2 separate regions of the Oryctolagus cuniculus genome follow, and region 2 is linked to region 1. A link is a contact called in public Micro-C data. All regions are on one chromosome and are shown on one strand. Each heading gives the region's core, a stretch centred on a gene start, on an enhancer-like site or on the middle of the called end of the contact. The rest is flanking DNA. Distances are from core to core; before and after follow the strand shown.

Region 1 (5,478 bases), core at 1,307-3,806:
GCTGTGCGGGGTTAGGGTGGGTCCTGGGTCTGTGAGCTGCCCCGAGTTCTGCTCGTGCCTCCGGTCAGCTCTGCAGGAAGCACGATGCGTGCGAAGCTGAAACAGAACGGAACTTTCTCACGTGTGGCTGCTTTCTACTCGGTGCGAGCGTGCCCGTGGTCTCTGTTGCAGTGCAGAGGGCTGTGGGCAGAGGCCTGGTTAGGGCAGTGGGTAACTCATGTGGGCAGGTAGGCCTGGGCAGTCGGTGTTCTGGTGTCATCTCCAGGTAGGCTCAGAGCCTACTGCTGCTGCCTTCTGTGGAGGGTGGTGCTGTGAGCAGCACTTGTTTGGTTCAAAATAGATGACTTTTAACTAGGAAGAGAATCACCAAATCAATCCTGTTGGCACCTGGAATTTAGGGAGACGGGTGCAGGCTCTTCTGCATTGCCGGTGTCGCTGCTGGTATCCCAAGTCTTGGATCAGCGTGTGATCAGGTCAGGTAACCCCCCAGTATTCTGGGCTTCTTGGTGGGGGCGGAACGCAAGAAAGGGATGGATGCGCCCTCCCTCCTGTGTCACCACTGTGGGTGCTGCAGCCACAGCTTCTAGTATCTTATCCAAGAGCTCGTGGGTTTAGGGGCTTATTTGTCTCAAAAATTCAGAATTCTCCCCTACTAGCTGGCTCTCTCGGTGTCCTCCTCGGTGTTGGTTACTTCTTGGCAGACTGACTGTAGTTCCTGGTTCCACAGTGGCCAACTAGAAGGAATCTTCACTGAAAAAACCCACCACTGTGTAGTCTAATGAGTCACCTAGAAACCTTTGCCGGGCATTCAGAACACAAGGCCGACAGTTTATGGCCGCTGCACTGTGTGTGTCACAGCCTGAGCAGCCGGCTAGCTCCCCGCCGGAGTGTGGCAGTGAGGAGCGCGGGAAGGCCTGGGGCCAGCCTCCCCCTTCACTGAGAGGTTCAGATGAGGGCAGTTTTCACTCCGGGCCGGCGTGCAGAACCCCAGTGCTCTGCCCATACATCTCAGTGCACTGTTTGACACTAAACTGCCTTGGTGGGGATCGCGTGTCCACTGGCTTCAGGGCGTACTTTCTGTCACCAACTTTACCCATCCCTGGGAGAAAAAATATTTTGAAATCTACCCAAGAAATTTGGAAAAACATTCATGGAAAATGTGTATTATGTGTATATGGATTTCAACTTTTGTTCCAAAATAAGCTTATCTTTTTTTTGTATGATTTATTTGAAAAGCAGAGGGACAGAAAGAGACCAAGATCGTCCACCCCTGGTTCACTCTTCAGATGCCTGCAACAACTAGGCCTGGGCCAGACTGAAGCTCAGCCAGGAACTCCATTGTGGTCTCCCACGTGGGGTCCAGTTTGCCTTCCCAGGTGTATTAGCAGGGAGCTGGACTGGAAGTGGAGCAGCTGGCTTTGAACCGGTGCTGGTTTTCTAAGAGGTGGCTGTTAGAAGCCCCTGCACCACAACACTAGCCCCAAGCTTTGTTTTCAGTGTGCATTCTGCCCGCTCGGGACCCTTTAGATTGCGCAGATTCGGTAGTGAGTGTCACTCCCAGATTGCTCCCCTGACAGCTGGGTTCCAGCCCCTGCCCTCAGGCCCTCTCTTCCTCCTGGGTGCATCTCCCCTGGAGGCCGCCTGGAGTCAGGATTGCCCAGGGAATGGGTCTGCCATTCGGCAGTTTTTGGGAGACAGTGCCCCTGGAGGAAAGGGGGCCAGTGGTGTCAATTTAAGTCTGCATAGCTAGCCACCCTCCAATCCGATCAGAGACGGAAAGCTGAGAACAGAAGGTGAAAACAAGATTCCATGGTCACGTGATTATTCTCGTTTATTGAGGTCTGTTCATTCTTAATGGGTGCTTTTCTCTCCAAGTAAACAGAGCAGGCGTAAATATCTATAATGAATAAATTTATTGTCTTACAAAAATCATTGTCTAGAAATATGGGAATACAAGAAAAGATATTTGCAGTCAGGTGTCTGGTGGTCAACAGCCAGGACAGTTCATAAAGGGGAAACTCAAAGATTCCAAACCCACACGACGAGTTCTGCCTAACAGATGTTAAAGCTTTTCACCCAAAAGGCTTGTGTTTTCAAGCACATTGCAGAGGATCAAGGATTTGTAATTAACACTGATTCATTGTCACTGAATGTTTGTAATACCACTTTGACTAGAGGTACATGATATGAAGCACAGTTAAAACTTAATACATTAAATTATTGAGAGGCAAATAATATATTTTAACATTGTCTTAGTACTGTAGTGTCTAAGGCACTTTCTGTAATGTCAGTTTGCTCAGCTATCAACCAAAAACAGAATGCTAAGTGTTCACTGTAACACTGTCCCGAGGGGAGGGAAAAGGAAAAGTGAGAAGGGATTCACCCCACTGGCATGTCAACATTCAGGCAGTGGCCTCTGTCCCTGAGGTCCTCTTAACCTCACTGACAAGCTTGGAACAAGCCTCGGACACAAAACCTATGTTCCCATCTTGGGCTCAAAGCAGCGGCTGAATTTGCAAGGTCGGCATGGGGGCCTGGCTGGCGAGGGGGGAGCCTTGGGAAGACTGAGCGCCACCAGGCTCTGGCTGCCACCTGGGGCCTCCACCCTCAATGCCCACACCAGCCCTGGCTGGACAGTTCACGTGGGTGGACTCAGGGACACTGTCAACTGGAGGGCGCGGCAGCCCCAGTGCAGCCACCCCTCTGATGGTTCCCAAGCCCCCTTCACAGTTTGCTCACGGAAACAGCGTATCATTTTTCGAAGGAAATGAGAGACACAAGTGCAGTTTGGGTTCCACAATGTTCTAAGCGACTGATGTGGCTGAGGAGTCGGGCCACACGGACACAGAACTAAGTGATCTGTCTGCGACAGAGCATGCAGAGCGACGGCGGCGGCCACGGGCTGCCCCCAACCCAGCGACTGGCCTCCAGGGGTCCGGAGTTCGTTTTAAAAAGGGATCTCTTCTTAACATGTGTTATAAAATGTCTCTCGATGACTATATGGAAAATAGATGGGATGAGGAGAATCTGGAATACGCGCGTGTCTGGTGTCTGTATATATAAAAAGGGGAGCGGCTGTGCCTAATTTGAAGCAGGATACAGGACGCGTAGGCTGCAGAGTCTTAAGACACGGTTGATCTTTCGTAAGGAGTCCCGTAGCTTGCCAATTTCCTAAACGCGTAGGAGGCCCCGGGCAGGCTGGCGCCGGGGCGAGTTCCTCTGCGTCCCACCGCATTGCCCCCTCCGGCTTCCCGCGACTTCACTCGGACTGGGGTGGCTGCGTCTCGTTGACATCACTGGTCTTACTTTCTGTGTCGTCATCTGACAGCTCCAGGGAAGCCCCCTCGATGTGCAGCTGGCGCCGGCCAGATCGGCTGGAAGAGAAGCTAATTGGGCCCCCACGCCTGGAGAGAACAGAGAGCAGACACGTGTGGGTAAATGCACAAGAGCGTGCGGCTGTCAGCGTGTCCGGCCCCTAGTGACGCTGGGCCTTCTGTTCCACCCCTTCCTTGCACTTGTGGTGGGAGGGTACATCTGGGGAAGGAACTGCCCCCACCCAGGCAACACGCTGCGTACACAGACCAGGGCTCTCGGTGGGACTGGCTTGATCGACTGCTGGTGACGGGAAGGGTGAGGAGCATGAGCCACAGCGGACGCCCCCTTCTCCCAGGGCCACACAGCGGATCTGTGAGTTTACCTTTGCAAGCCATGGAGGCTGGCTCCCGTGTTCTTGGGGTTTTTACAATCCCTTCCAATGTACAAACCGTCGCGGGCTTGCTGGCTGTACAGAAGCAGGCATGGGCCACGGCGCAGACCCAGCGTGGAGCTGATGGTGCGTTGCCAGCAGCCTCGGCCCGTTTATTTTTTACCTTATTTCGAGAGTTCCCATCTATCTGGCTTGTTCCCCACATGTCTCTAACAGCTGGATCGTAACTACCTGGGCCATCAGTGCTGCCTCCCAGGATCTGGCGCAGGGAAGAGACCCTGGTACTCTGGTGTGGGGTGCACGCTCTCCCTGGGTCCTGCTCAGGTTACCTGTGGTGGTGGTGGTGGGGGTCTGGGTCTGCGTTGGCGCACGGTGGGTTGAGATGCAGCTGGCACCCATGAGCTCAAGTTTGAGTCCCAGCTGCTCTTTTTTTAGATTTATTTGAAAGGCACAGTTACAGAGAGAGAGACAGAGATCTTCCATCCACTGGTTCACTCCCCAAATGGCCACAACAGCCAGGGTTGGGCTAGGCCAAAGTCAGGAGCTAGGAGCTTCCTCTGGTTCTCTAGGTACATTAGCATGGAGCGGGGTCGGAAGTGGAGCAGCCAGGACTGGAACCAGCACCCTTGTTGGATACTGGTACTGCAGGCAGAGGCTTAACCACTGCATCACAGTGCTGGCCCCTGCTAATGCTTCTAGGAGGGCAGTGGAAGGTGGCCCAAGTGCTTGGGATCCTGCACCCACATGGTCTGAGACCCAGATGGAGTTCTAGGCTCTTGGCTTCAGCCTGGCCTAACCCTGGCCATTGCATCCTTTTGGGTCGTAAACCAACAGATGCAAGATCGATTAACCTCCCTGCCTTTTAAATCGGTCAGTCTTAAAAAAAAAGTAGTCTGGTGGCCCTTAGCCCTGCAGCCCTGACAGTCATGAGCGTGGTCTGTTAGTGAAAGAACACGAGTGGGTTTCCTCCTGTGGGATTATCTGTGGGGGACTGCAGGGGCCTGGGAGTGACCCTGGTGCTCACCTCAGCCGGTTCTTCAGGGTGCTGACCTCGCGGCTCAGGCCCTCATTGGCCTCGGTGGCGTCGTCCAGTTCCCGCTGGAGTTTGCGCCGAGAGGCGTTGGCACGTGTAGCTTCTTCCTCTGCCTCCTCCAGCTGCCGCTTCAGCTGCTTCATCCTGGCATTGGCCTTCTCCATCTTAGGGGGGACCAGGCAAACTGGTGAGCAGAGCAAGATCTGCAAACACTGCTCAAATCATTAAAACTCTGAAACATGTTGTTACTAGTAGAGAGTTTTCTGTAGAAAACGACCCAGAGCTTCCTTCACACGAGTGCCCCACGGGATCGTGAGAGGGAAAATGCAACCACACGGACGCCCCCTAGCGCCCGAGGAGGGGCGTTGCAGACGTCACGCTTGGGTTCACGTACAAAGCTACCCTGGGAGGACCTGTCCTGTCGTACGCGCTTAGAGCTTCATTCCTGAGCAGCACGGAAGTCAGAGACATGGGGCCAGCCCATGCCTGCCCTGGTGCCCACAGGCTCAGCAGGAAGGGCCCAAGGTGCCCGACTACAGCAGAGGGGGTAAAGGGGGAGGGGTCAAAGGCAGCAAAAGCCTGAGCCCTATCACCGTCCCGCGTCCGTGGCAGAGGGGAAGGCACCGCGGCCCACGCAGAGCAGTGCAGACCAGCACGGAGCTCCACGCCCTGTGTGTCAGGCCTTGGCGCTTGCATGAGGGTGCCTGCCTGCAGCCACCGCTCCATCCTACCACTATTT
Region 2 (5,478 bases), core at 1,016-3,515, 240 kb after region 1:
GCCCACACGGCATTCCCCCACCCCAGCCCATGCGCGCTCCCCCCGCCAGCTGTGGACACACATGTAGATGCAAACACACAACTCCCAGGAGACGTTGGCGCAGCTGTCACTCCCACAGGAACCCAAAGACCCACGGCCAGGCCCCTGCAGTCCGCAGAGCCCGCCCCGGTGCTCACCTCCGAGTTTTCCACCACCTTCTCTAGGTACTTGTTGAAGATGGCGTAGTCCTGCAGCTTGGTGCTCAGCCGCTGGTGCTCCGCCCGCAGGGCCACGATCTCCTGCTTGGCCTTGGCCAGCTCCCGCACACGCTGCCGCTTGAGGTCCCGCTCCTTGTTGGCTTTCTTCAGGGCACGGATGCGTTTCTGGTCATTCTCCTGGGAGAGTGGAGGAGGCAGCGCTGGTCCTGAGCCTGGACCGTGTGTGCTGGTCTCACAGCCTGGGCCTGCCTGGAGCTGGAGGTGCCCTCAGCCCCCCTGTGCCGGCTGAGCCCAGACCACTCCCCCAGCACGGGCAGCAATTGTCTCCCATGGGGACGAGGACCTCTGGGGTTATTCCCAGGGGGTTTCTGTGCATGGCAGGAGGTGACCGGAATGAAGGTTTGGACCAAAGTCAGAGGTGGCCTTGGCGGGAGCAAACTGGAAATGATTCTCTCTGGAGTGTGGGCTCTGGACTCCAGAGAGTAGAACCTACGAGAAGCGAGGGCTGGGGTGACCTGGGCTTTGCGGGGCCTGGTGTCTGGAGAGAGCTCAGCCCTGGGCAATGCTGAGGAAGCCCAGCGGTGGGTGCAGGCACCCATCTGGCAAAGTCTCAGGTGCCTGGCCCATCACCCAGGGGGCTTAGGCACAGAGCAGGACACAGTGCTGAGGGCCAGGCCCCTCGGGGCTCCTGATGGGGAAACTGCTCCCGTCATGCCTGACTGAAAGGGGTCCCCTGGGAATGCACTCTGCTGCCTGGTCCTTCCGCTGGCCCCGGCCTGTTCTTCATTCAGTGCAAGGACAAAGACATAGGGTGGGGTGAGCGACAGGGCTAGAACCCTACCTCGTTCATCCTTGTAGTTCCAACAGCTTAGCCCTGTCCATGGCTCATTCATTCATTCATGCATGCATTCCTTCCCTGGATAAACTGGATGCCCCGGGCATTGGCAGGGAGATGGGAGGCTGCCATCTAGAGGGCTGGAGCCTGACCTGGACAGCTAAGTAGGACACTAAGGATGGAGAGCTAGGTGGGGGATGTTAAGGATCCTGGGGACAGCACTAAGCATACTGGGCACAGAGGACAATTTTTGCCCAGGGCGAGGAGCCGGCAGCTGGGTGGAGGCGGAGGCAGGGGCCGGGGGGGGGGGGCAAGCCCCCTCCGCACCTGGATGAACTGCTCAAACTTCTGGATGTAGGCCTTCAGCTGCGCCTCCTTGATGCCCAGCTCTTCCCAGCGCATGTTTAGGGTCTCCATCCTGCGCTGAAATGTCTTCAGGGTGGCAGAGCAGAGAGAGGTGAGGGGGCCCCCAACACCCAAGGCCCTAGGAGGGGCTCTGCAGAGAAACCTCTCCCTGCCCGCCCCACACCGGCCTCAGAGCACAGGATCCCAGGACGCTGGGACCCCTTTCTGCCCACCCCACCCCCAGAAGAGAGCCCAGAGCCCCCACCCCAGGCAGGGCTGTCCCTCTGGTCTCCCCGCCCTGCCTGCACCCCCGCCCGCCCTCCCCCAGGCCCTGCCTCCTTCTTCTGCTCCATAGCCTGATGGACAATCTTGGCCTCTTTTTTCTTCTCCAGCAGCCGGATGGACGGGGAATCCGACTGCTCCTCGATGTTGGGGAACTTCCTGCCCAAGACACGGGCAAGACAGACCTGTGGGTTCTGAGACCCCCGGGGAGGGGGGCGGGCTGGGGCAGGGACAAGGGGCCACCACCCCTCCCCTACCCCACCAGCAAGTACAAGGAAGGGTGTTGAGGAGAGGCAGTGCTGGCATTTGGGGGAACACTGGGTTGAGGGAGAGGGGACAGGCTGGGAAGCGGGGCCTGGGGTAGGGGGCTGGGGGGGGCACTCACTGCAGCAGCTGCAGCAGCCGCTCCCCATACTGCAGCCGGAAGTACTCGGCCAGGTCTTCCTCTTCCATGATGCCCAGACTCATGGTGGCAGTGACCTCGGGGCCTTGGCCGCTGACACTTCACAGTGAAACTCTGGGCAGCAGAACCACAGGGGCTCGGGGGTGGTAGCTGGGCTCTGGCTTCTACTCTTCTCCTGCCTTCAGAGTCCCGGGGAAGGGCAGGTGTCTGTGAGACAAAGCCCGAGGGGCTGGAAGCAGAGGGTAGAGGCTCTGGGGTTCATGCGCTGGGGCAGCCGCGGGTGATCTGGTTACCTAGCAGCCAGCGGGCCACACCTGGAACGCAGGCTTTGCCCTCTGACCCCTGCCCCGTTGACCCCACGCTTGCAACGCTCTTGCGCTCTGCTGCCAGCCCGAATCCTCGGGAACTCTGGGAAGAAGCTGGACCCCAAGAAGGGGGCTTTGGGAGAGGCGCGGGGATCCTGGGACAGCCCCCCACCCCCACCTGCACCTCCTGGTGCAGAGGTGTGCGGGGGTGAAGCTGGGGGTGGACCTGAGGCAGGCTGGGGCAGGCGGGGAGAGGCCTGAGTGCTAGGCCAGGGAGGCCTAAGGCACGAGGAGCTGGGGGCCGGGCTTCCCGGGGGCCGGGGAGCAGCCTGCGGGCCAGCGCCAGTGTCCGAGGTTGGGGGAAAAGTAAACTAGGAAGAACAGTCATGGAGCGTCCTGCGTGTAAGCCGCTGAGCGGGCCGCCCTCCCGGGCCCTGCGCTCCAGCCGCGGAGTCTGAGGCCTGCCCGCTTCTGTCTGGGGGCGGGAGCCGGGGCGTGGTGGGTCGAGGCGCGGATCGTCTCCTGCCCAGACGGTGTCCCAAGTCCTGCAAGCCACCCTAACCGCGTTGCCGGTCGTCTGGCGCCCCCTGCTGGCCGCCCGCTCTGCAGCAGTGGGGAAGGGTGGGGAAGACACGCGGCGGGGGCAGGAAGACACGCCCACTGGCCCAGGGCACGCCCCCTTCACACAGAAAACGCTCTCCTCCTGCTGGACACGCCCAGCCCGCCGGGACACGCCCACAGCTCCCCAGGCACTGCCTGTCCTACGCCCTTAGCCAAGGTGCTCTCCAGCCCGGCGCCTGGCAGGGCTGTTTGGGCAACTCCTGCTGCTGCTTCATTTGGTGCCTTGCATTTCCGGCCAGAGAGGCTTCATGGTCTCACCCACCGTCATCCGTGCCTGGGGTCTCATTGCCTTCCGGGGCAGGGTGGGGACTGTGGAGCCAGGCGGTGCAAGGCTGCACCCCCTACCCCAACCCCAACCCCTTCCCGCCCCGGGGGAGCCCTGTTCACTTTGCGAACCTTGGCCTCTCACCTGTCCACTCACCGGCTGCCTTATCCGTCTCAGAGGTGATGGGTCTTCTGAGGGATTTGTCTTGGAAACCAATCGGTGTTTTGTCTTCTGCCCTGTTCCATCCTCCCACTGAGACAGCTCTTTGAATTTCAAGGTCACTGTGGAACAGGAAGCAGAAAATAAGGGAGAGCGAACACGGAAAACACCCCACCCCTTCCTAACAAGGTCACCAGCACCCCATGCATCAATGGAGCTCCGGGGGCTGGACATGGCATCAGCTATGTTCCCAGCCAGACGGAGCTATGCTGATGCAATTGGAGCCAGTTTGTGCTGTGCTCCTGTTGAGAATTAAAAGGATCTTTCCAAGTGAGTGGAAAGCAGAGCTTCATAAAGAACCCAACTAGGCAAAGAGAGAAAAAAAGCAAGCAGGCCAATCATCTCGTTTATGACGATCTTAATGGAAACATTATCCAATTTAATTTCATGCACACAACCTCCCTCTCTCTTGGGAGTCTCAAACAATGATCAGGAGTCTATATCGCTTCCGTTTTGCTGCTCTGCCGTGCTCATCCACAGCCTCTAAGTTAAAAGAATTTAAAAAGAACTGCTCACCAGGACCATGCATAGAAAAAAACAAAGGTTTACTATTAGGAAATCTATTAATATGATTTCATTATATCAATGTGTCTCAAAAGACGAGATCTCTGTGACAGATGCTGATGTGGCATCCATCCCAATTTAAAAAAAGCCTCAACCCTAAGAACACAAAGGCAATTTATTACCATGGCAGAAAATATCTGAAACTGACAGATATCATTAATGTTTACATTAAATGCATTCTTGTTGAAGTTAGGGGAACTGCAGGCTGTCCCTACACTCACTCGGTATTATTTTGGTAGCTCAAACAGTTGCAAAAGGACAAGAAAATTAATATTGCCTCTTTATTACACAGTGGCAGATGCTGTGATAGTGTACTGTGAAAATCTAAGGGAATGATTAATTAATGAAAAATGACTTGAATGTGATACTGTGCAATTTGTAAGAAGAATGAAGATGATTTATATGCATGGGCATGGAGAGATCTCCGTGACAAATTAAGTGACAAAACTGAGACGCAGAGCACAAGGATAGGGTGATCCAGTATGTGTGTGTGTGTGTGAGTGTGTGCATGTGTGAGTGTGTATATGAGCATGTGATTGTGTGTGAGTGTGTGTGAATGTGAGTGTGTGTAAACTGTGGCACTAGGTGCTTTGGATGTTTCACTCACTTTTTACCCTGTAAAAAGTAAATTTGTAGATTTGTTTTCTACAATGACCATATACTCGTATTGGTTTTGTAATTTTGAAAAAAATATATAGATTTGAGGGCAGCACTGTGGTGTAGTGGGTAAAGCCACCACCTGCAGTTCTGGCATTCCATATGGGTGCCAGTTTGAGTCCCAGCTGCTCTACTTCCTATCCAGCTCTCTGCTATGGCCTGAGAAAGCAGTAGAAGATGGCCCACGTGCTTGGGCCCCTGCACCCACATGGGAGACCCAGAAAAAGCTCCTGGCTCCTGGCTTTGGATCTGCTCAGCTCTGGACGTTGCGGCCATCTGGGGAGTGAACCAGCAGGTGGAAGACCTTTCTCTCTCTCTCTCCCTCTCTCTGTCTGTAACTCTACCTCTCAAATAAATAAAAAATAAAATCTTTTAAAAGCAAAAACAAAAAAAGAAAAGTCTTCCATGCTCAAAATTAGAAATATATTCCAGTCCATTTATTTTTAGCTTTGTGGTTTTTAAATTTTTTATGCAATTATAGTAAATCACACATGACATAACAGTTATCACCTTCACCATGTTAATTGTACCGTTAAGTATTCTCATAATATTGTGCAGTCAATATCAAGGACATTTTCAACTTGCAACACGGAAGTTCTCAGTGCATTAGCCAACAACTTCCTCTCGGCAAACTCTGTTCTACTTTTTGGCTCCATAATCTTTTTTAAAAAAATATTTATTTATTTATTTACTTACTTATTTGAAAAGCAGAGGAGAGAGAGAGAGAGAGAGAGAGAGAGAGAGAGAGAGAGAGAAAGAGGAGATCTTCCATCCATTGGTTCACT

The links. A called contact is a pair of places that touch in the nucleus more often than the background predicts.
Region 2: a Micro-C map of ear pinna shows a contact between it and region 1, with 5 times the contacts expected there. The contact joins the promoter of CCDC42 here to the enhancer-like site in region 1. A contact is called at or near these places in 3 of 6 Hi-C or Micro-C datasets (ear pinna, psoas muscle and an unstated tissue).

What each region holds. Positions count from the first base shown.
Region 1 is chr17:52,921,800-52,927,277 of mOryCun1.1, forward strand. MYH10 (myosin heavy chain 10) reads right to left here. Exons shown (of 42, transcript XM_070061373.1): 41 at 4,731-4,903; 42 at 1,814-3,404. The coding sequence ends at 3,260. Among named protein-coding and RNA genes, the nearest start is that of NDEL1, 42 kb to the left of the region's middle. Within about 2 kb of position 2,557, at least 1 of the 8 cell types and tissues checked has an H3K27ac peak or open chromatin away from gene starts, as enhancers often do. A contact at or near this core is called in ear pinna, where this site is marked.
Region 2 is chr17:53,166,829-53,172,306 of mOryCun1.1, forward strand. CCDC42 (coiled-coil domain containing 42) reads right to left here and starts at 2,266. Exons shown (of 7, transcript XM_002718980.5): 1 at 2,045-2,266; 2 at 1,713-1,818; 3 at 1,360-1,464; 4 at 177-374. The coding sequence starts at 2,127.